Linked DNA regions of Mus musculus: all the other regions are linked to region 2. Evidence: chromatin contacts called from public HiChIP or PLAC-seq and promoter capture Hi-C data. All regions are on one chromosome and are shown on one strand. Each heading gives the region's core, a stretch centred on a gene start, on an enhancer-like site or on the middle of the called end of the contact. The rest is flanking DNA. Distances are from core to core; before and after follow the strand shown. Region 1 overlaps Cdh23 (cadherin 23 (otocadherin)). Region 2 holds the start of Psap (prosaposin). Region 3 overlaps Slc29a3 (solute carrier family 29 (nucleoside transporters), member 3). Region 4 holds the start of Cdh23 (cadherin 23 (otocadherin)). Region 5 holds the start of Dnajb12 (DnaJ heat shock protein family (Hsp40) member B12). Region 6 holds the start of Ddit4 (DNA-damage-inducible transcript 4). Region 7 overlaps Gm40673 (a long non-coding RNA gene).

Evidence for each region. Promoter capture Hi-C pulls out the DNA fragments that hold promoters and counts their contacts. HiChIP or PLAC-seq counts read pairs in DNA pulled down with a chosen protein or histone mark.
Region 1: an H3K27ac HiChIP or PLAC-seq map of microglia shows a contact between it and region 2, with 6 times the contacts expected there. The contact joins the enhancer-like site here to the promoter of Psap in region 2. A contact is called at or near these places in 2 of 39 promoter capture datasets (cranial neural crest and embryonic stem cells) and 4 of 115 datasets of contacts at active chromatin or transcription factors (bone marrow-derived dendritic cells, embryonic stem cells, large pre-B cells and 1 more).
Region 3: a contact with region 2 is called in an H3K27ac HiChIP or PLAC-seq map of microglia, with 5 times the contacts expected there. The contact joins the enhancer-like site here to the promoter of Psap in region 2. A contact is called at or near these places in 7 of 39 promoter capture datasets (the C10 cell line, the HPC-7 cell line, cranial neural crest and 4 more), 2 of 484 Hi-C or Micro-C datasets (bone marrow-derived macrophages and nephron progenitors), 19 of 115 datasets of contacts at active chromatin or transcription factors (the 230-238 cell line, the NIH/3T3 cell line, T-cell acute lymphoblastic leukemia and 15 more) and 3 of 9 other capture datasets (embryonic stem cells, liver and macrophages).
Region 4: a promoter capture Hi-C map of embryonic stem cells shows a contact between it and region 2, with 3 times the contacts expected there. The contact joins the promoter of Cdh23 here to the promoter of Psap in region 2. A contact is called at or near these places in 6 of 39 promoter capture datasets (embryonic stem cells, hippocampal neurons, liver and 2 more), 1 of 484 Hi-C or Micro-C datasets (B cells), 12 of 115 datasets of contacts at active chromatin or transcription factors (the NIH/3T3 cell line, acute myeloid leukemia, astrocytes and 9 more) and 3 of 9 other capture datasets (adipose tissue, embryonic stem cells and liver).
Region 5: a contact with region 2 is called in a promoter capture Hi-C map of second pharyngeal arch cranial neural crest. The contact joins the promoter of Dnajb12 here to the promoter of Psap in region 2. A contact is called at or near these places in 13 of 39 promoter capture datasets (the 3T3-L1 cell line, the C10 cell line, the HPC-7 cell line and 8 more), 1 of 15 datasets of contacts at CTCF or cohesin (large pre-B cells), 11 of 484 Hi-C or Micro-C datasets (B cells, the C10 cell line, CD4 T cells and 6 more), 6 of 115 datasets of contacts at active chromatin or transcription factors (the 230-238 cell line, T-cell acute lymphoblastic leukemia, bone marrow-derived macrophages and 2 more) and 1 of 9 other capture datasets (liver).
Region 6: a contact with region 2 is called in an H3K4me3 HiChIP or PLAC-seq map of the SCID.adh cell line, with 15 read pairs. The contact joins the promoter of Ddit4 here to the promoter of Psap in region 2. A contact is called at or near these places in 2 of 39 promoter capture datasets (the C10 cell line and pre-B cells), 2 of 484 Hi-C or Micro-C datasets (the N1E-115 cell line and cortical neurons), 9 of 115 datasets of contacts at active chromatin or transcription factors (the 230-238 cell line, the SCID.adh cell line, bone marrow-derived dendritic cells and 6 more) and 1 of 9 other capture datasets (pancreatic islet).
Region 7: an HNF4G HiChIP or PLAC-seq map of pancreatic cancer cells shows a contact between it and region 2. The contact joins the enhancer-like site here to the promoter of Psap in region 2. A contact is called at or near these places in 1 of 484 Hi-C or Micro-C datasets (the N1E-115 cell line), 4 of 115 datasets of contacts at active chromatin or transcription factors (double positive thymocytes, embryonic stem cells, microglia and 1 more) and 2 of 9 other capture datasets (liver and pancreatic islet).

Annotation. Positions count from the first base shown.
Region 1 is chr10:60,634,427-60,637,226 of GRCm38.p6, reverse strand. The region is part of intron 4 of Cdh23 (cadherin 23 (otocadherin)); the gene reads left to right. Among named protein-coding and RNA genes, the nearest start is that of Gm51803, 51 kb to the left of the region's middle. Within about 2 kb of position 1,431, at least 33 of the 459 cell types and tissues checked have an H3K27ac peak or open chromatin away from gene starts, as enhancers often do. A contact at or near this core is called in microglia, where this site is marked.
Region 2 is chr10:60,276,236-60,279,087 of GRCm38.p6, reverse strand. Psap (prosaposin) reads right to left here and starts at 1,460. Exons shown (of 15, transcript NM_011179.3): 1 at 1,306-1,460. The coding sequence starts at 1,345.
Region 3 is chr10:60,731,406-60,734,141 of GRCm38.p6, reverse strand. All of the region lies in intron 2 of Slc29a3 (solute carrier family 29 (nucleoside transporters), member 3), which reads left to right. Among named protein-coding and RNA genes, the nearest start is that of Slc29a3, 20 kb to the left of the region's middle. Within about 2 kb of position 1,396, at least 45 of the 459 cell types and tissues checked have an H3K27ac peak or open chromatin away from gene starts, as enhancers often do. A contact at or near this core is called in liver and microglia, where this site is marked.
Region 4 is chr10:60,695,126-60,697,951 of GRCm38.p6, reverse strand. It overlaps Cdh23 (cadherin 23 (otocadherin)), which reads left to right and starts at 1,462. Exons shown (of 71, transcript NM_023370.3): 1 at 1,462-1,652.
Region 5 is chr10:59,878,305-59,881,004 of GRCm38.p6, reverse strand. Dnajb12 (DnaJ heat shock protein family (Hsp40) member B12) reads right to left here and starts at 1,422. Exons shown (of 9, transcript NM_019965.3): 1 at 1,195-1,422. The coding sequence starts at 1,327.
Region 6 is chr10:59,950,424-59,953,123 of GRCm38.p6, reverse strand. It overlaps Ddit4 (DNA-damage-inducible transcript 4), which reads left to right and starts at 1,354. Exons shown (of 3, transcript NM_029083.2): 1 at 1,354-1,427; 2 at 1,552-1,807; 3 at 2,095-2,700. The coding sequence starts at 1,612. The coding sequence ends at 2,588.
Region 7 is chr10:59,919,886-59,922,684 of GRCm38.p6, reverse strand. Gm40673 (a long non-coding RNA gene) reads right to left here. Exons shown (of 3, transcript XR_871747.2): 3 at 87-127. Among named protein-coding and RNA genes, the nearest start is that of Gm40673, 12 kb to the right of the region's middle. Within about 2 kb of position 1,429, at least 247 of the 459 cell types and tissues checked have an H3K27ac peak or open chromatin away from gene starts, as enhancers often do. A contact at or near this core is called in the N1E-115 cell line, pancreatic cancer cells and pancreatic islet, where this site is marked.

The sequences.
Region 1 (2,800 bases), core at 182-2,681, 360 kb before region 2:
TGCCTTCAATAAGGTCATAGCTTTCTCTCTTCCCTGCCCATACCCGGACAGTCCCTTAGAATGCAGTGGGCTGTGGAGTTCAGGAGCTGTGGCTGGTTGGAGACTGTGGTCAGGTGATCATGGCTGTGCTGGCTTGGCTCCCCTGCCCAGCAGTATCCTGAGTCTCTGCATCAGAATCTCTGATCGTCCAGGGAATTCCCTAACCTGCCAAGGTGACCAAATCCTTAGCAATGAGGCCAGGCTGTCCACCTAAGGGTGGACAGTATCAGAAATCAGAAATATATCTGCAGGCTGACAGTCTCACTCCTGAAGGAGGGCTCAAGTCTGAAGTACTAGTTTCCTTCCTGCTGCATGCCCTTGCAATGGCTGCCTCAGTTTCCCTATCTTATAATCTAGGCATAGCAGGCCTCTGTCACTGCGTGCCTTGCCTGTTCCCAGTAGGTCTGACACTAGAGGAGGCTTAAGACACCCCCCCCCACCTTGCCACCTGTAGAGATTTTCAGTCCTGACCTATGACCCCTAGTTTTATTTTACTTAGAAGCTCAGGGCGGAGGGGTGGAGGGTTAGCCAGAGATCCTGTGTTCTTAGCACATTCTTAGCTAATGCTGCTGCTGTGTGGAGGGGGTGCAGACCCCACTTGGGTCTGCTGTGTTAGCCCCGCTGTACCCCCTGAGTATCAGAGTGCTGCCTTATCCAGCCTGGGTGATTCAGCCCTGGACAACAGCTAGCCTTAGAGCAGTGGTTCTCAATCTGTGGGTTGCAACCCCCTTCGGAGGTTCAAACAACTGTTTCCCAGGGATCACCTGAGACCATTGGAACACACAGCTATTTACATTACAATTTGTAACAGTAGTAAAATTGCAATTATGAAGTGGCTGGGGATCACCACACCGTGAGGAACTGCATTCAAGGGTTGCAGCATTAGGAAGGTTGAGAGCCACTGCCTTGGAGCGAGGTGTGGGATCCCAGGAGCCTCTCTGCCTGTCTTGCAGGCTTGCAGGCCTCCTGATTGGGAAACAGGTTATGCTCGCTTTACCTCAGCTGGAGTCCCTCCTAGGTACCAGGCAGGCACGTCAGCGAGGAAGGACACTGGAGAGATGACTCTACTTATGGGCAAGCTCCACCCCCAGCCCCGCCTCCTGTGTTTACAGAGTGGTCATACGCAGTCCATAATCACTCCTGACAGCCTTCATTAAAAGCACAGGGACAATTAATAGTCAATTAAGGCACAGAGAGCTGCTTTCCTTCTCTAGGTGCTTCCCCACTGACACTTGTCACCGAGGGAGTCCCAAGGAATCTGTGGACGTGGGATGTCATGGAGGGGATGGTGGCTTCTGAAGCTGGGGTGGCCGAAGCTCCTGGCTGAGCACTCTGTGGTGCATTCAGCCACAGGCTATGGAGGAAGTGCTTGAGCCTGGTCGGTCCCCAAGGGAGCACTCACTTCACTCTCAGAGCATCCATCTTCCTGTACAGCAGGGCTGGTTAGTGTAGTTCGCAGAGTGTTATGCTTTTGTGATGAAATACTGAATGGTATGTGCTGCGTGGCAAGGATGGTTGTCCCCCCACCGGCTCAGCTGGGGATGTCCCTTCCTCCTGTGCAGGGCACTGCAACAGACCTGAAGCCATGCAGACAGCAACAGCACCAGGTCTTCCCTGGCCTCCTTCAGCCTCTTACTTTTTAATTTGTTTCCATTCATTTATTTATTTATTTATTTATTTTACAACCTAATCACTGCTCCCTCTCCCCATCCTCCTCAAACATAATCCCTCCCCTTTTCCTCTGAGAGGGTGGGGGCTCCCCTGGATATCACCCCTCCCCCATTTGTCACATCAAGTCTCTGTGGGGCTAGTCACATCCTTTTCCACTGAGGCCAGACAAGGCAGCCCAGTTAAGGGAACAGATTCCACAGGCAGGCAATAGCTTTAGGGACAGCCCCTACTCCAGTTGTGAGGGGACCCACATGAAAACCAAGCTACACATCTGCTACATATGTGCCGTGGGCCTCCGTCCAGCCTCAATATACTCTTTGGTTGGTAGTTTAGTCTCTGTGAGCCCCCAAGAGTCTAGGTTAGTTGACTCTGTTGGTCTTCCTGTGGAGTTCCTATCCCCTCCAGGACCCACAATCTTCTCCCCAACTCTTCTATAAGACACCCCAAGCTCTGTCCAATGTTAGGCTGTGGGTCTCACACAGACTCTTACAGTCTCTGGAAGAGAAGATAGAAGGCGAGGTGTGTGTGTGTGTGTGTGTGTGTGTGTGTGTGTATTCGTTCTTCTAGATGAGGCCTCTGACCTCAGAAAACCAGGATCCCAGGGTGGACAGCCTCTTTGGAGAATGAAGATGCCCACCCCTGACTCCACGGAAGATGCAAACAGCTCTGTTGGAGGCCGTGCTCTTCCTTAGCTCGGTGCATGTGTGTGGTGGGCTGGAGAACTCAGGCAGCAGAATGGCATTGCCTGCCGTTCAGCCCCCAAATGTCAATATCTGGGTCTGTTTGGGAAATAGCATGTTCTGAAATTAGACCAGGAACTGTATAGAAAAGACAGCCTGCCTGCCTATGACCCCCAACAGGGACTGATCCCTGCCTCAGCCTGGTGCCCTCATTCAGGGTGCTGACATATGGACGGTGACACATGACATCCGACACGTGCCCAGCACAGATCCGGGCACACCGTCAAGGCTTCAGTTCTCAGCTCCTCCGCTCCCCACCCACTTCCTGGCAGAAAACGACACTTTTTTCCTCTCCTGAAATCATATTCTGCCTTGTTCCATGCTCATTAAAGGATGCTAGGGAGTGGATG
Region 2 (2,852 bases), core at 211-2,710:
CTGGAACATTCTAAGCACCCAGAACATCATTAAAAGGCAAGCTATGAGTGGCACCCTGAACTACAGTAGTGCCACACTGAGCCCATAAGTCCTAAGAGCCTCAGGGAGCACACGTGGTTTGCAGTCATCATAGACAACCAACAACTCAATGGTGGACAGTCAAGACAAGCTACCATTCTTCAGTATGACCTTGACGTGAGGCACAGAGCCTGGAGTTTTAGACCAAGGCCATCAGGGTCCTCCCATCTACCTAAGAAGGAAGAAGGAACCCAGTTAACTAGACTGGCAGTCAAATGAACTACATGTGTATTAGAAATAATTTTTCCAAGGAAACAGGTAAGGGGTATAGTGTGACTCAGTAGAGGATGTTCGTTTACCGTGTGTTACGATCCAAGTTCAATGGCCCATACTACAGAGAGAGAGAAAAAGAAGTCTGGTTTTGGTGGTGTGGGTGAATCAGAACTCACGAGTTATGTATGACACAGAGCAAGCAGGACCAAGTGCGTTTCTTTTCATTTTTCTTGCACAAAAAAAAAAAAAAAAAAAATCTCATACACAGTCCAGACTAGCCTTGAGCTTTCTGTGTAGCACAGGCTGACCTCAAATTCAAAATCCTCCTACCTATGCCTTCCAAGTGTGAGTCCCCTGGCGCTGCCTTGCCAACCTGCAGTGCTTTTAAGAAAAATCATTTTAGAAACACTTGCTATAAAATAAAGGCTGGCCAATGGCTTTGCCAGATCAAACAAAAAAATTAAGAGTTCCAATGCAATCGGGACTACACAATTCCCTCCAAGACCTACTACGCTCCTGAGTTCACACAGAAGCCAAAAAAATCACCCCCCGGCCCGGGGCAGACACAAAGACGCTTCCTGCAACTCCCATACGAGTGCAGTCTGGGACAGAGGTCACGGGCCGACCTGACCTGCAGGATGGGGCTTCAAGGCCATGTCTATCACCTACACCAGGATAGAGTCAACACAGCGACGGAAGAGGTCATCGAGTGACCTCTCCCAACCTCCATCCCAGGGAGAACCGCAGTCACCCGCAAGGCCTTGCACAAGGCCTGCACACACAGGACAAGACGTCTCTCCCACCTCCCAGTGGTCCCCCAGTGCAGAGAATCTGGAACAGGTCCCCCTCCGCCACCAGCCCCGATCTGCGCCTGCGCACAGCGAGGCCTGCCTAAGCGCGCCCCGGGAAGCGAGCGGAGGGCGAGGCCGGTACCGCAGGACTGCCCGGTTCCCGGGACCCAGGGGACGCTATAGCGTTCTTCTCTACCAGACCAGGGGACCCTTCTAAGCTCACCGGTGGCCAGAAGGCTGGCGAAGAGGGCGAGGGCGTACATGGCGCCGCTTCACTTCGCAGGCTGCAATGCAGAACGTCAGCTGACCAGACGAATATAAATCTACCCCCCAACCTCGCCGCAGACGCCAGTGCGCAGGCGCGGGCCCCGCCCAAACTGGGCGCAGCTTGACTCAGCGTCGCGCAGCGCGCCTGCGGGGAGGGAGGGTGCGAAGAGGAGCAGGCTGAAAACGCCCAGGGAAGGTGGCGGGAAGGCGCGGGTGGTGGTAATAAAAGAAAACCATATCTGGTGATTAAATCAAGGTCAGGCGCCGAACGGTATCTAACGCCTCTCTTTACCTTTGCAATGTGAGGAATCCAGCCCAGGGCTGGTACCAAGCCCTGAACTGCATCTTGTGCTCCCCCACCCCACCCCACCCCTGAGCCCCAGCATCTTTTAAGTATTACTATTTGTTTTTGAGATGCCGAGTCACTATGGCCTTGCTGGTCGACAATTCAGTGTCGCAGCAGACCTGGAACTCTCAACCTTCTGCCTCAACCCCTTGGAGAATGGTTGGGGGTTGGGGGGCGGGAGCAGGGATTTTTGTTTGCAGTCGCCGGTATTGAACCCAAGGCATTATACTTGATATCAAGTGTTGTACCTCCAAGCTGCACACCACCATTCCCCCCACCCTCCCAGCTCACTCCTTACTTTATTTTTGAAAGAGGGTGTCACCAAATTCCCCAGAAAGTCTCTGAACATGTAATTCTTCTGCCTGACCCTTGTACAGTGGTAGTTAGGGGTTTTTTGTTTGGTTGGTTGGTTGGTTTGGTTTGGTTTGGTTTTTGGTTTTTCGAGACAGGGTTTCTCTGTGTAGCCCTGGCTGTCCTGGAACTCACTTTGTAGACCAGGCTGGTCTCGAACTCAGAAATCTGCCTGATTCTGCCTCCCGAGTGCTGCTGGGATTAAAGGTGTGTGCCACCACGCCTGGCGGTGATTAGTTTTTTTGGTTAGTTTTTTTGTTCGTTTGTTTGTTTGTTTGTTTTGGTTTTTCGAGACAGGGTTTCTCTGTATAGCCCTGGCTGTCCTGGAACTCACTTTGTAGACTAGGCTGGCCTCGAACTCAGAAATCTGTCTGCCTGCTGGGATTAAAGGCGTGGGCCACCACGCCCGGCTAGTGGTTAGTTTTTTAAGACAGGGTTTCCTGTAGCCCAAAGAGGCTGACAACTGGCTGTGCAGCTGAGGATTCGTGTATCTCAGGCAGTCCTCGAACTTCAGTCACTTCCAAATCCTGATCTGCCTGCCTGTGCTACCATACATGTTCTGTTTGGTTCTAGGAACCAAACCCAGGCCTTCAACTCATGTCGGGCAATGACTCTACCAACTGAGTGGCATCTCCAGCCCCCATTTATTGTGATTCGTGCCGTGCTAACAGATGAGACTCAAGCACAAACAGGTTACAGATTTGCCTACATCTTTACACTCAGGATTCAAATTCACAGGCTGCCATTCTGCAGTTGTCAATCAATACAAACTCAGAAAACGGCAAACGAGAGACGCCTTTATTTGT
Region 3 (2,736 bases), core at 147-2,646, 460 kb before region 2:
AGGAAGTGTGATTGGCACAGAGAATAAACACATGCCTCAGGACCCTAGAGCTGGCCACAGCTCAGCAACAAAGACGGCTAATACCCAGCTCCATGACAGTGTCCCCAGCAGCCGTGGGGACTGTAGCACATTTCAGAACTGCAGTTAGGGTAGGAAGAGACTAGCGATTTCATGTGTGAGCATCTTTTCACTTCCTACCTCACGTTGGCCAGAGTTAACTCTGGGGCATTGATTCAACTTCCTGCCCCTAGCACCCTTCTGGGAGAGTTACTCCGCCTTCCACACAGCAGACAGTATACAGGCTTGGTGGGCCTGGCGAGCACATAGATCAAGTGTCATTCACTGGAATGGGGCATTCCCGCAGAGAGGTGGCAAGGGGAGGCTGGAGGGACCAGCGTTCCCAGCAAGCTGACCTTTGTTCCCCTGAGGGCAAGGCCAGGCCCAAGGTCCAGGTTTGGCTTGGCCGGGTTCTCACTGATGAGGCTGAACCATTGGAGGGTCAATTCAAGCTCCCTTGGGTTCCTGACAGAATCTAGTACCTAGTGGCTGGGCACCCGCCAGCTTGCGTTCTTACAGGAGACCAGCCTCAGCAGCTCGGGGTCACCTGCAGATCCTTGGTGTATGGGGTTTCCCAGAAGGCCACCTGTCTCCTGAAAGTCAGCTGAGAAGAAGAACCTAGTCAGATGCTATCTGGTACTGATGGGCACTCAGTCCTGTGTGCCTGTCCCATTTGCTTACCTCTCTTGGCTAGAAGCCCACCCTTGGTGAATAGAGCATCCCAGACTGAGAATGCCCCTGGCAGAGGTCATGGGGCCATCTTAAGTGTCTGCCACCAGGCCGGGCCTGCAATCCCAGCTATAGAGACAGGATCAAAAGTTCAAGATTTGGTTGGATAGAGATTGAGTTCAAAGACAGCCTGGATAACTTGGTGAGACTGTGTCCCAAAATAAAGAAACCTAGGGCTCAAGAGGAGAGTGCTTGCCTATCAGGTACAGAGCCCTAGCTTCAGTCTCTCTCTCTCTCTCTCTCTCTCTCTCTCTCTCTCTCTCTCTCTCTCTCTCTCATGCACTCTCTCCCTCTCTCTTTCTCTCCCTCCCCCACTCTCTTACATACACAACATAATCACACACACAATCTCTCTCCCTCTCTCTTTCACTCTCTCTCTCTCTCTCTCTCTCTCACACACACACACACACACACACACACACACACACACACACACACACAGTGCAAATACCATCTTCGCATTTGCATGGGAGGTGCCAGGCCCACTTCATATCACCATCTGCAGGCCAGGCCCTGCTTCTGGCTCAATGGCCCAGCCTGAACCCATTCCCCCACCACTGGCTTGTCCTTCAGAAATGGGGCTTAGTCACCAGCAAGGGACTTGGGCCTCCTGTAGTTGTCAGGGCTAAAAACGCTTCCCAACTGTAAAAGGCAGTCTTCATTGTGGCTGTATGCAAACCAGGACATTCAGTTATCTGGAAAATCCCTGTCCCTAAAATACCCAGGGACTCTGAGTTTCCTTGGAAAAAGCCACAGTTCCAGGTCTGGCCAGGGGATGGAGGGAGCCTGCCAAGGACAGAGGGTTCTCCATTTCTCCTCTAGCCTTTGTCCCTCACTCTCTCCTTTCCCTCCGAGGCCTGCCTGGCCTCACATGGGCTCAGCCAGTGTGTCAGGAGGTAATTGACTGACTGCCCAGCCCAGGCCAGGCTCTGCTGAGCCCATCAGGGCAGGGACAATGAGGGGCACCTGAGAGGCAGCAGGCTGTTTCTAAGACTCACGGGTGATGAGCTGCGATTATCATTTTAATTTCAAGGCTGTCATCTTACAGTCAGGGCGCCCCTTCCAGAGAGCACAAAGCCCTCTGCAGCCTTCAAGAGACCCGAGAGGGTCTGTGCCACAGCCCAGGGGGCACCTGGGGCATTTATGCCTCTCATCTTTGTTCTGTGCTGTCAGTCAGACCCTCTGTCCAGGCCTGACCACAGCCCCACCACTCGCTCCAGGACCTCTCCTTACAGCCATGCAGTTTCCATTGTCCCCAAGGCAGATCCTGCCTCCTCCCCTGGAACTCAGTGAAACTCATCTCTCTTCTGGTTAGGCAAACAGCAGCAACTGTAAGAACCTAGCAGGAAATTCTCACAGATCTTTGGGCTTGGAGCTGTGAAAAAGCCTTCACACTCCTTCTGTTGCTCCCAGTGGGATGCACCGAGCTCCTGGGATGGTGAGTGTGTGTGTGTGTGTGTGTGTGTGTTGGACTCCTCCATCCTGATCGTCGAGGGGATGAGGGTTTTACACGTGTGCACACACTGCTTTGCACTTGGCTCCTGTGATCTCTTTCCTCCATTGTGCATTGCGTTTCTTAAGCACTTGAATACTCACAGGCTGCCTTTTCTTTGCTTAGAGTTAAATGGCTTAATCCATTTAAATCCCTCCTGTTTGTTACACAGCAAATGCTTAGTGTGTGTAAGCCTTACTGCAGCTCAGAGCTCATCTGGGGTTCATGACCAAAGCAAGATAGTCAGCTCTTGGTTGACTTTCCTCCTCCTTCCCTCCCTCCCTCGCTCCCTCCCTCCTTCTTTTCCTTCCTCTCCCTCCTTCTCTTTCTTCCTCTCCCTCCATCCCCTCTATTTCTTCCTCCATAGCATCCCTTCCCCTCCCTCCCTCCCTGTCCCTCTCTGAAGTGCTGGAGCATAGAAGACCCTGAGTTCCCCTCCCTTGCAGTTAGTTTGTTGC
Region 4 (2,826 bases), core at 213-2,712, 420 kb before region 2:
TTGCTGCTTCCTCTCTCTGGGCCTGGGGTGAGCTGGGGCGCAGGGCACCTGTTTCTAGTTCCCCAGAAGTTTAATTGGGGTGGTTATCATCATCTTCTGTGGTTGTAGACTGCAGATCTGAGGAGATCTGCGCTTACTGTGTCCACAAGGCATCAGTATGAGGTGAGAGGAGAGGGTAGGAGGGGTAGGAGCCCTCCCCTAGACACTTCGTGGGCCTCAGTGAGAGTACTGTCCTACCCACCAGGGCTCTTGGCTGGTACGGAGTCCACAGCCAGAGTATGGGCTGTAGGGATTATCTGGAACATTCACAGGGCACTCCCAGGAGCCAAGCTCTTCTTTGGTTGATGGAAGAGAGTAAATAACTGGGTCATCAACCCATTTTCCAGATGAGCAACCGAGGCACACAGAGGTTAATTAACCTTAATTGTTATGGTTTCAGTTTAAAGCCAGACTTATCTGTCCTCTCTTCTACCCAGTATAACCAGAGGAGGAGTTGAGGCTCAGATAAAGGCAGCAACTTGCCCAGCGTCACACAGCTGAGCCACCTCAGTTCCTAAGCCTTAGGTGATTTTCAGTTCATATTTAGAGACAGGGCTAGGGACACAGGCCCAGTGAGTCTGGAATCAGGCAACCTGGTGGTTTGGGAAGAGAGTGAGGGACAGGTGGCACTGGGGACACCAGCAGGGTGTGGTTTTGGTCCACATTTCTGTGGGGTTCTTGCCCGCTCTCCACCCAGCCTGGAGGGGGGTGCTGTGCTGAGATCCGCCTCTAGGTGGTGCTCTGCACTGCAGATCTGGACTCCCCTGGGGACTGGGAGCCTTTGTGCCCTGGGTAACCCTCATCAGGTGGCAGTATCTTCTAAGTTTCCCGGATGCCTCTGGACAGCAGCTTCCCCGCTTTCTTCCAAAGCTACTTGGCTTTGTCAGAAAAAGGGCTGGCGGGATCTGGGGAGATTCCTTAGGGTGATTTGGGATCACATGTTACTTCTTGGTTGGTCCTTGGCCATGGCCAGCTTATACAATTAAGTTTTTTTTTTCCCCCCAGAGTTGGGGATTGAGCCCAGAGCCTAACAGCAAGCTGCAACCTCGACCCTTTTTGTTGTTTTGAGGTGAGACTTGCTAAGGTGCCTGGGGTTACTTGATGGTCTTCTTGCCCCAGACTCTTGAGTGGCTGAGATTACAAGCCTGTAGCCCCAGGCTCTTGGTCCGCAGCCCTTTCCTCGCCTGCAGAGTGCGGGTGTTTTATTTCTAGAACATTAGGAGAGTTTGATGGGATGTCCTTGTCCAAGGCAGGTACCTCCAGCCAGGAGTGGTCAGGACGATCCCCATGGACAGTGGCGGGCTCTTATGGCATGTCTGCCTGGATGCTGGCTCTTCCTGTCTATGTTTCCTCATAATGGTGGTCCATGTGTCCTCACTCATCCATCACGCCCAGCCTCTCCTGCTCATCCTCATGGACCTCACACTGGCTCACAGAGGAGAGTTGGTGAGGGATGACTATGAGCCTCACTACCTAGCCTCAGACTCCTACCAACCACTTCCCAGTACCTGTAGTACATTTCCTCATGCCCCATAGTGCCTGAGATGCACCTGCCCGTGGTGCTTAGCCTCCTGGGGGCTGGTTGGGAGACATGCCGGAGCAGCTGTGGCCAGGTAAGTGGGGGACAGAAGAGGTGTGTGCACCCAACATTCTAAGTAAACCAGCTGGGAGCCTGTGAATGCCTTCCCTCGACCTCCGCCATCCCTCGCTTGCTTCTGTGTGTCTATAGGTTTATGGCTCCAAAATGAAGACACCCTAGGTCTTTATCCTTGGGAGCTGTCCCGTGACCACTGGACCCCCATGGGAGTAAAAAGCTAACATCTGGGGCTACAGAAGCCTCCACTTCATTTATCTTACCTACAGTCCAGTTAATAGCCACTGGGCCTCAATGATCTCATCAGCGAAATGGGGACAGTACTATAAGCCACAGCATCATAGAGCTGTGGAGAGCTTGAGTGAGCTTGTTGATGCAACCCTCTTAAACTTCTTTGAGAAGATTCTGAGAGTATGAGATGATTTGAGACCTCCCTAAGCAGGAAAGACACCGCCCCCCCCAACCTTCCACTCCATGATTCTTGATGATGAGGAGGCTTGGGTGAGTGTGTGACCTGCTTAGGGTCCTTCAGACAGATTGTGGCAGAGTCAGACTGAATTCTGTTCTCTGAGCCACATCTAGAGCTCCGTAGCACGCTTCCTGTTCTTTACAACCTGGCTAAAATGGAAGTGGCTCTTCTCTCAGGTGGTGTGATGCAGTATGGCCCAGAGGAGGCCCAGATGTCTGCTCCAGGGTGTACTTTTTTGTTTCTGTTTTTGTTTGTGTTTTTGTGTTTTGTGTTTGCTGCACTGGGGGTTCAAACCCAGACCTTTCCATGCTCAATGATAAAGATTTATCTTTCTTTATCTTTATCAGCTCTTTTAAATTTTACTTTGAGACGACATCTTGATAAATTATCAAGGCTAGCCTTGAACTCATTGGCAGCCCAAGCTAACTTTTGGATCGTGATCCTCCTGCCTCAGCTTCTTAAATAGCTGGGATTACAGGTGTGTGCTACTATACTCAGCCCGCTCTTCTTTTATAAAGGGCAATTGGTTTCTGTGTGTAGTTAGCGGGAGACTCTGAGCCTACAAGAGCAGGCCTTGCCCAGTGTCCCTCAGTCCCCATGGGCTCTGCCTTCTCCCTGACCTGTTGTTCATTCTTTGGCCAGCTCCATACCTGAGACCAGGAAAGCCATATGGGACCTGGCAGATCGATGTTTTATCCTAGCTGTCCTCTACTAGAACACATGC
Region 5 (2,700 bases), core at 173-2,672, 400 kb after region 2:
GTCAGCACTCCAAACCTGGGCAGGGAAGGTGAGAGGCTGGCTGCTGCGTCTTCATTTCATTTTAATAAACACGTATGGAATCTCAGGGTTTTCCACTTTCTAGCTGTGTCACATCCTAAGACGCTTATCGATGAGTTAGTTCCTCATCTTGAGAAGATAGAAGGGTGGTGTTCTGTCTTCCTGACTTTACAGGATCAGGTGGCAAAACACACGAGAAAGAACTTTCTACACAGAAAAGCACTATGGGTATTCTTGTTTATATACATTATCTGTTCCAACTTCCTGAACTTCCAGATGGGGAAACCCAAGCTCACGATGAGATGTGGGTCTCTTAATTCTGAAAGTCTGCTACATGTCAGAGAGTTTACTAACTCCACAGAAACAAATCCTGTGTCTTTCTCCTTCCCAGCTGGTATTAAAATTTTCTTTGGTCACTTCGGTTACAAACGCAAAAATGAGGGGGAGGTTACCAGGTAAAGTGAGACGATTGGGTAGCGAAGACAAGATCACTATTCCCTCCCTGGGTTGGGAGGTCTCAGACCTAGGCTATTAGCTACCTGGAGCTCAGCAGCCGTAGCAGTCCATAAGACCCGCCACCCGGGCTTGCTGAGGAAGAAGGTGGGATAGGGTGGCTGACACTGGGATCTTCAACAATCCATCCACTCCGAAACACCGCTTTCAAGAGACTGCAGGAAGGACTGCGAGTTGGAATGTCTTATTTCGCTAAGGGTTCTCTGATTGGAGCGAATGAATTCCTTCCCTCTCTAGAACCCATTCTCCCTTAGAATAGTTATGTTTATTTTCCTGAACTATAATATTTCCCAGGCCGGCCAGTGGCCCTGAGCCACCGAACAGCCCTCTGGGAGAAGTAGTTCGCTTTCGCGTCCACAAGAGTCCTCTTCACCGGGTCTCCCAGCGCGTCTCCTTCCCAGAAACCTCACATTCCAGAGGCCTCCACAAGCACTGGGAAGGGGTTGGGAGCCGGGCCCTCGGGGGTCTCCAGGGGGCCAGCATCCTAGAGACCGCGGCACCGCTGGACTACGAATCCCAGCAGCACCCGCGCGCGCCAGTGCGCAGGCGTAGCCGCGCCTCGCCACCCCTCCCCCCTCCGCCAACTGCTCCCGTCGGTCCGTTCCCGTGGTCCCCCGATCCGTGCTAATGCCCCCTTCGGTCCCTGCGGCGCCTCCCACTCACCGCTGACTCGTGGCGTCGGGTAGAGCCGCTGCGCCTTCTCCAGGAAGCGCAGCGCCCGCTCGGGCTGGTTGCTTTGGATGGCCTTGAGGGCGATGCTGATACAGCGCTCGGCTTCATCCTTGTTGGATTCCATGGCGGAACCCGAGCACGGAACCAGGGAGGGGGAGGCCGGGCGAGCGAAGGGCTGCGCCAGCCGCCGGCGCGTCGCGGGGCAGGCCGGCGCGGAAGGATGACATAACCCTCCGCCCCTCCTTCCCGGGATTTGAGTGAGGGTTGAACCCGGGCGGAAGCCCTACCGTATGTCTCCTAAGAAAGGGGCGTTCGGTTCGGAGGCGCTAGAACGCGCGGGCGCTCTAGAGCGCAAATGCTGAAGTTGAGTGTGCGCGCACGTTCGGGTGGTAGCCTCTGCGTTCCAGTCCGACTATCTGTGAATCGTACAGATGTTTACCGATTGTCAGACGCTGCTGTCTGATGTGGCAGTGGTATCAAAACAAAACCGTGTCCTCACAGAGCTTTCGTGGGTGGGGAGAAGTCAAGTAAACGGAAACATTCAGATAGTGACACAGTCAAGGCAAATATCGAAAAGTAGAGGGATGGAAGGGAGGGCTACCATTTAAGATAGCTTAATATATCAGAAACTCATTTTACAGGCTCTGAACTCTAAAGAAACAGGAACATGTGATTGGAGGAAGGGTGGTTCGACTGGAGGAAATAACAGATGGAAAGGCTCCGCATAAGGATTTTCGTTGTGAGTTATTGCGGGGATTAAGGAGGAGTTTACAGGAGTCACTACAGAGTCACACCAGTCAGGATGCAGCTCAGCCTACCTCCCACTTAAGTGACAGCAACTTAGTGAAGGTTGCCAATGACTTCCACTAGGCTAAATCTCCTGGCTATTTCTTAGCCCTTGCACTATGGTCTTTCACAAGAAACTACAATAAACCAAATGAATGTTAAAGGGTGCAATGCGATGGTGGTGTAAGCCTTCAATCCCAGCCCTTGGGAAGCAGAAGGACTCTGAGTTCAAGGCCAACCTGGTCTACAAAGTGAGTTCCAGGACAGCCAAAGGTACAAAGAGAAACTCTGTCTCGAGAAACAGACACAAACAAAAGTTAAAGAGCAGCTGTTATAATCAAGTGAGACTCGGTGAATATATATTCATCGAGTTGCAGATACACACACATATACATATATATAAAGCATAAATATATAACATAAACATATAAAACATATAAACACACACACACACACACACACAACTAGAAAAGATCATCCGAGTGAGATAATCCACACTCAGAAAAACAAACATGGTATCTCACTTATAAGTAGATTATAGCCATAGATAGAGTACAGGATAACCATTCTACAATCCACAGACCCAAAGAAGCTAAGTAACAAAAAGAGCCCAGGAAAGGATGTTTGAATCTCACTGAGAAGAGGAAATGAAATAGTCACAGGGGTAGAGGGAGGGATGGAGCAGGGTTGGAAAGGAGGTGGGCAGGGGAA
Region 6 (2,700 bases), core at 105-2,604, 330 kb after region 2:
GCCTGTCTGATCTGGTTTGGTTCCTGCCCGCCGGGCCAGAGTGTCTGATGTAAGTTTGGTCTTTTCTTCCATCAGGGTCCCAGTGTCCTACATTAACAAACCTTTTTATAAAAAAAAAAAACAAAAAAAAAAACAAAAAAACAGGTCTAGTCCGACTGAATCTCCTCCTACCCTAAACAAATCGCTATCAGCCCTAGAGCATCGCTGCCAGGCTATATTTCCTGTTGCCTCGCCTGAATGATGAAACCCCATATGGCTCTTGCATTTGGACTTTTCCAAAGACCTCGGTCCTGGGTTCCATTGAATTGAATTCTCCTGCCACCCCACCCCCCACCCCCGATCCGCCGCTTTTCCCCCCCTTAACACAAAGCATGGGAGGGGTTCTAGGACCCGGCGGACGCCAGGGGCTCTGCCGCAGTGGGTTTGGGAGGCACTTGGCCCTGCAGTGTTCTGTCCCCCTAAGGCCTGCGGGTGGGTCACTGTGTCGGTTTGATGTGAGCCCTTGTTCCCTGGCCGTGGACCAGGCGCTAAGAATCGGAGTCCGTGAACTCTAACTCCTACCCAAACCCTCTGCTAGAGGACAATCTCGAATTGGCAAGCACTTGATGTCCTCCTGAACCTACACCCTGCTCCCCCGGGGCTGCAGAGTAACAGGAACACTGATGAGGGGACGTGGGAGCCGATGGCCCTGAGATGCCTTGTCTTTGGACCTATTACCAAAAGTGCATCGCGTGTCAGAAGCAAAGACAGCGTGGGACTGATGCTCATGGGACAACGGAGTAACGTCTGCCGCCGCGCCACGGTCCCATGGGGCATCCAGTTGTGCGCCCGGTAGTGTCCTTGGCCCTTGGGCTCCCAGAAGCTAGGGGTACCTTTCTCCCCTGCTCAAGCCGCACCAGGTCCCCCAACTCTTCTTTTCAGTGCAGTCACGGGCCGTCCCCTCCCCCAGCAACGCGCCCCTATAATAAACAAGTCTTTCCTTGATCCTCCCCTACCGCGAGCGCCCTCAGGGACCTTGGCAGCTGCTGAAAGCCGCCTCGGATCCCTTCCAGAAAGGGGGTGTGGCCGAAGCTAAGGCGAGGGGAGAGGGGTTCGGCCGGGAGCGTTCTGGGGCTCCGTGGGGGCGGGGCCAGGCCGCTGTCACCAGGCAGGAGAGAACGTTGCGAACGTGCGCCCGGTGCCTATTGGCTGAGGTGGGCCACACTCCCGGGTCTCGATTGGGCTGCGACCTGGAGGGGGCGTGGCCTCGCCGGGAGAGCCCTTATAGGCTGCTGCTCGCTGGTGCTAGGGATCGCAGCAGGCAGGGGGGAGGTGCGAGAGGGTTCGAAGGGACAGGTCCGGGCAGCGATCGGGGGTTGGCACCAGTTCGCTCACCCTTCGAGAGGCAGAGCGCTCTTGTCCGCAATCTTCGCTGACCGCGCTAGCTGGTGAGTGTCCCTCCCGGGTGTGCACATCTTGTCGGGGAGTGACCTCGGCTCTTGGGGCCTCAGAGCCCTCAATCCTGTGCAACGCCGACACTGACGCCAAATCCTTGTCCCTCTTGTCTTTCAGCGGCTTCTGTGCGCCTTCATTCGGACCTTAGCAGCCAGCGTCCTGGCGTCTGACCCCGCCATGCCTAGCCTCTGGGATCGTTTCTCGTCCTCCTCTTCCTCTTCGTCCTCGTCTCGAACTCCGGCCGCTGATCGGCCGCCGCGCTCCGCCTGGGGGTCTGCAGCCAGAGAAGAGGGCCTTGACCGCTGCGCGAGCCTGGAGAGCTCGGACTGCGAGTCCCTGGACAGCAGCAACAGTGGCTTCGGGCCGGAGGAAGGTGAGCACTCAGCCGGGGCCGAATTGGGTTCGGGGATGGGGGGTGGGAGGGGTCCCGGGAGGTGGGTACGAAGCGAGCTGAATCGGCTCAAAGCCACCTTGGCTTCCCACCCCAGCACGAAAAAACAGATTACTCTAGGGTTAGAAGACAAGACTGCGGGGCGGAAACTGAGGCACGGAGTGGAAAGGGACACTGTTTGCTTAGGCAAACTGCACCTCCCCCGCCCGTACAGCTCCTGTGGAAGGCGCTCTAATACAATACCCTTTCCCTGTGTTCTCTCTATCCAGACTCCTCATACCTGGATGGGGTGTCCCTGCCCGACTTTGAGCTGCTCAGTGACCCCGAGGATGAGCACCTGTGTGCCAACCTGATGCAGCTGCTGCAGGAGAGCCTGTCCCAGGCGCGATTGGGCTCGCGGCGCCCTGCGCGTTTGCTCATGCCGAGCCAGCTGGTGAGCCAGGTGGGCAAGGAACTCCTGCGCCTGGCATACAGTGAGCCGTGCGGCCTGCGGGGGGCACTGCTGGACGTGTGTGTGGAGCAAGGCAAGAGCTGCCATAGCGTGGCTCAGCTGGCCCTCGACCCCAGCCTGGTGCCCACCTTTCAGTTGACCCTGGTGCTGCGTCTGGACTCTCGCCTCTGGCCCAAGATCCAGGGGCTGTTAAGTTCTGCCAACTCTTCCTTGGTCCCTGGTTACAGCCAGTCCCTGACGCTAAGTACCGGCTTCAGAGTCATCAAGAAGAAACTCTACAGCTCCGAGCAGCTGCTCATTGAAGAGTGTTGAACTACATCCTGGGGTGGGGTGCGGGGAGGGTTTCTCACTGCCCCCCAAAGTGAAGACAAGGAATTTCTGTGGTGGAGACCCGCAGGCAAGGACTGAAGGACTGTCCCCTGTG
Region 7 (2,799 bases), core at 180-2,679, 360 kb after region 2:
ATAAAGGACAACATTTAATTGGGGTTGGTTGCAGGTTCAGAGGTTCAGTCCATTATCATTAAGAGAGGAGCATGGCAGCATCCAGGCAGGCATGGTGCAGGAGAAGCTGAGCGTTCTACATCTTGATCTGAAGGCAAACAAGAGAAGACTGGCTTCCAGGCAGCTAGGATGAGGGTCTCAAAGCCCACCCCCATAGTGAAACACTTCCTCTAACAAGGCCACACCTCCTAATAGTGCCACTCCTTGGGCCAAGCATATTCAAACCACCATAATGGGACAGGGTGGCTTGTCTGCTCCCATGTGTTAATGTCTCTTTCCAAACCAGGCCAGACCACTCTTGTTGATATAACACCACGTTTAAGTGGCTTCTATTGGTCCTTGTCACATGCTAATCGATGTGCACCCAGAACAGGAAGATATTTTATTTATTGTAATGGTGCACGCGTGCGTGCGTGCGTACATGTGTGTATGTGTGCGTGCGTGTGTGTATGTGTGCGTGCGTGTGTGTATGTGTGCGTGCGTGTGTGTGTCTGCATTCCTGCAAGGGGCTGCCAGAGGTCAACCTTGAGGGTCATTTTCAAGGGTCCCTCACTTGGCTTAGAAACTCCCTGAGTCACCCAGGCTTAAGCATCAGCGTGCCTCTGCTTCTGCAGTGCTGGGATTACCGAAGCATGCCACCATGCCCAGCATTTCCCATGAACCCCATGGGAACTCTGGTCCCCAGGCTTGCATGGCCAGCACCTTACGAACAGAGCCATCTCCCCAGCACTGAGCTGGAAGTCCTATGTAAACACTCCCTGGGGCTCTTCCTGGGGTCTCTCTCCTCACTACGTCCCATCCAGTGCCCTGCAGGAGCTCACTAGACAGTAACAGTGAGCTTTGGGGGATCTTTCTGAAGACTTCTTAGGACGACCTGGAGGGCTTCCAGGTGGAGGTGAGAAACAAGGCAGGCTCAGAGATGGAGCAGAGTTAAATTAATGGAAGGGAAGCTACTGGAGGAGTTTCTGGGAGGCAATAATGAGGTGAAGTAGAACCCCAGAACTCTCTCGGGATTCAGATGTCCTTTCAGGCCACGCCTGTGCCAGATGGCAGGCTCGGGTTAGCAATCACGAGCCTTGCTGGGCTTGGAGCTTCAGCTTCTTCCAAGAGACTGACTTTTGAGGAATCCTCCGGCTTGGGAGGCATGACGTATTTGCCGTGGTTCCAGCTGCTAATGAAACCTATGTCTAACAGCCCAGGAAGAACACCGTCTTCCTGACACAGTGTCCTCACCCCTGTTTTCATGTTTACGGGCATCAGGTGCTTGGCACAGGCTGCCACGCCCAGCTGAGAAAACAACCTGCCAGAACTTCCAGTCCCTCTGCCACTCCTGGCTAGCCTGCCACCCTGCGCCACGCCCCTACTGGCCAGAGCACCGCCCGCTCGCTCGCTTTTCTTTTGTCCCCTGCTTGGTCTATTTGCTTGCTTAGACTGTTGTTTATCAACAGGGAGCAGAACATTGGGCTGGCAGCAGAAATGCACGTGGCAATGGTGGCACCGCCCCACACCCCGCCATCAACACATTCCTACGAGCTGTTTGCCGCTGTCTAAGCTGGGTGCGCACACATTTGCATCAGCTCCTGCCAACACAGCTGGGCCTCCAGCTCGTGCACGCAAAAGCCCCCTGGTTTTGCCAAACGTATTCCCGAGTTCACGGGTACAAGAACATCACATGCTCCTCCCTCTGAACTGGGCGGGCCAACCAACCGTTGCTTGCTGCTGCGAGATCTCGGGCAGTGAATTTAACCTCTCTGGGCACCAGATGCTTCGTTGTAAATAGGAATAATAATTACTTCCAGAAGGTGAACATATGTGGCTTTCATGAGGGCGTTATGACCTCTGTGAGGGCTTTCCTATAGGCTTCGAGGCTTAGGAGGGAACAGCCACCCACCCGGGCTGTTGGGACTGGAGTTTCCACTCTAGAATCTGGTCCTGGGCTTTCTGTGTCGCCCTCCCGCTGTTAGATAGCCTTGTGAACAGACAGTACCAGCTGAGAGCTTTGAGTCAGGCCCATCACCTGTCCACAACCCTTCTTAGGAAGAACGGGTATAAAGACTGTGTGGACTACTGTGATATGAACCAGAAGCTTGGGAATTCTGTCCGCAGCCGCAGGGGCTTGTGGGGGGAAAGCAGAGGCACAGTTTGAGCATTGGCCACTTCCTGTCCCCCTTCTCTTGGCCTCTGTGAGCCCAAGTCTATGCTTTCATTCTATCTGCTGGAGACCTGATTTTTGAATTGGGGGCTACCCCACTCATCATTGCCACATCTGGGGGCCTCACTCAAGCTGTCCTACCTGCCACGGGGACCATCTCCTGCTCCTGACTTCTCCTCTGTCTGTCTCAGCCCTCAGGCCCCTTCCTGGCAGTAGCCACTTTGTTGCTGTTGTAGAAATTATGTTGCCTGCTTGCTTTGTTGTTATTGTTTTTATTAATTAGAGTCTCAGAAACTGCACGCCTTAAATCCCAGCACTCAGGAGACAGAGGCAGGTAGATCTCTGTGAGTTCGAAGCCAGCCTGGTCTACAGAGAGCAAGTTCCAAAGACAGCCAGGGCTGCACAAAGAAACTCTGACCTGAAAAAAAAAAAAAAAACCGACAAAAAGCCAGCGTCTCTTGTATCCCAGACAGGCTAGAACTCACTAAGGAACCAAGGATGCCCTTGAACGTCTGATCCTCCCACTTGTACTGCCTGAGTGTCCTGACAGGGTGTGTACCACCACACCCAGATTATGAGGTGCCAAAGATCGAACACAGGGCTCCTTT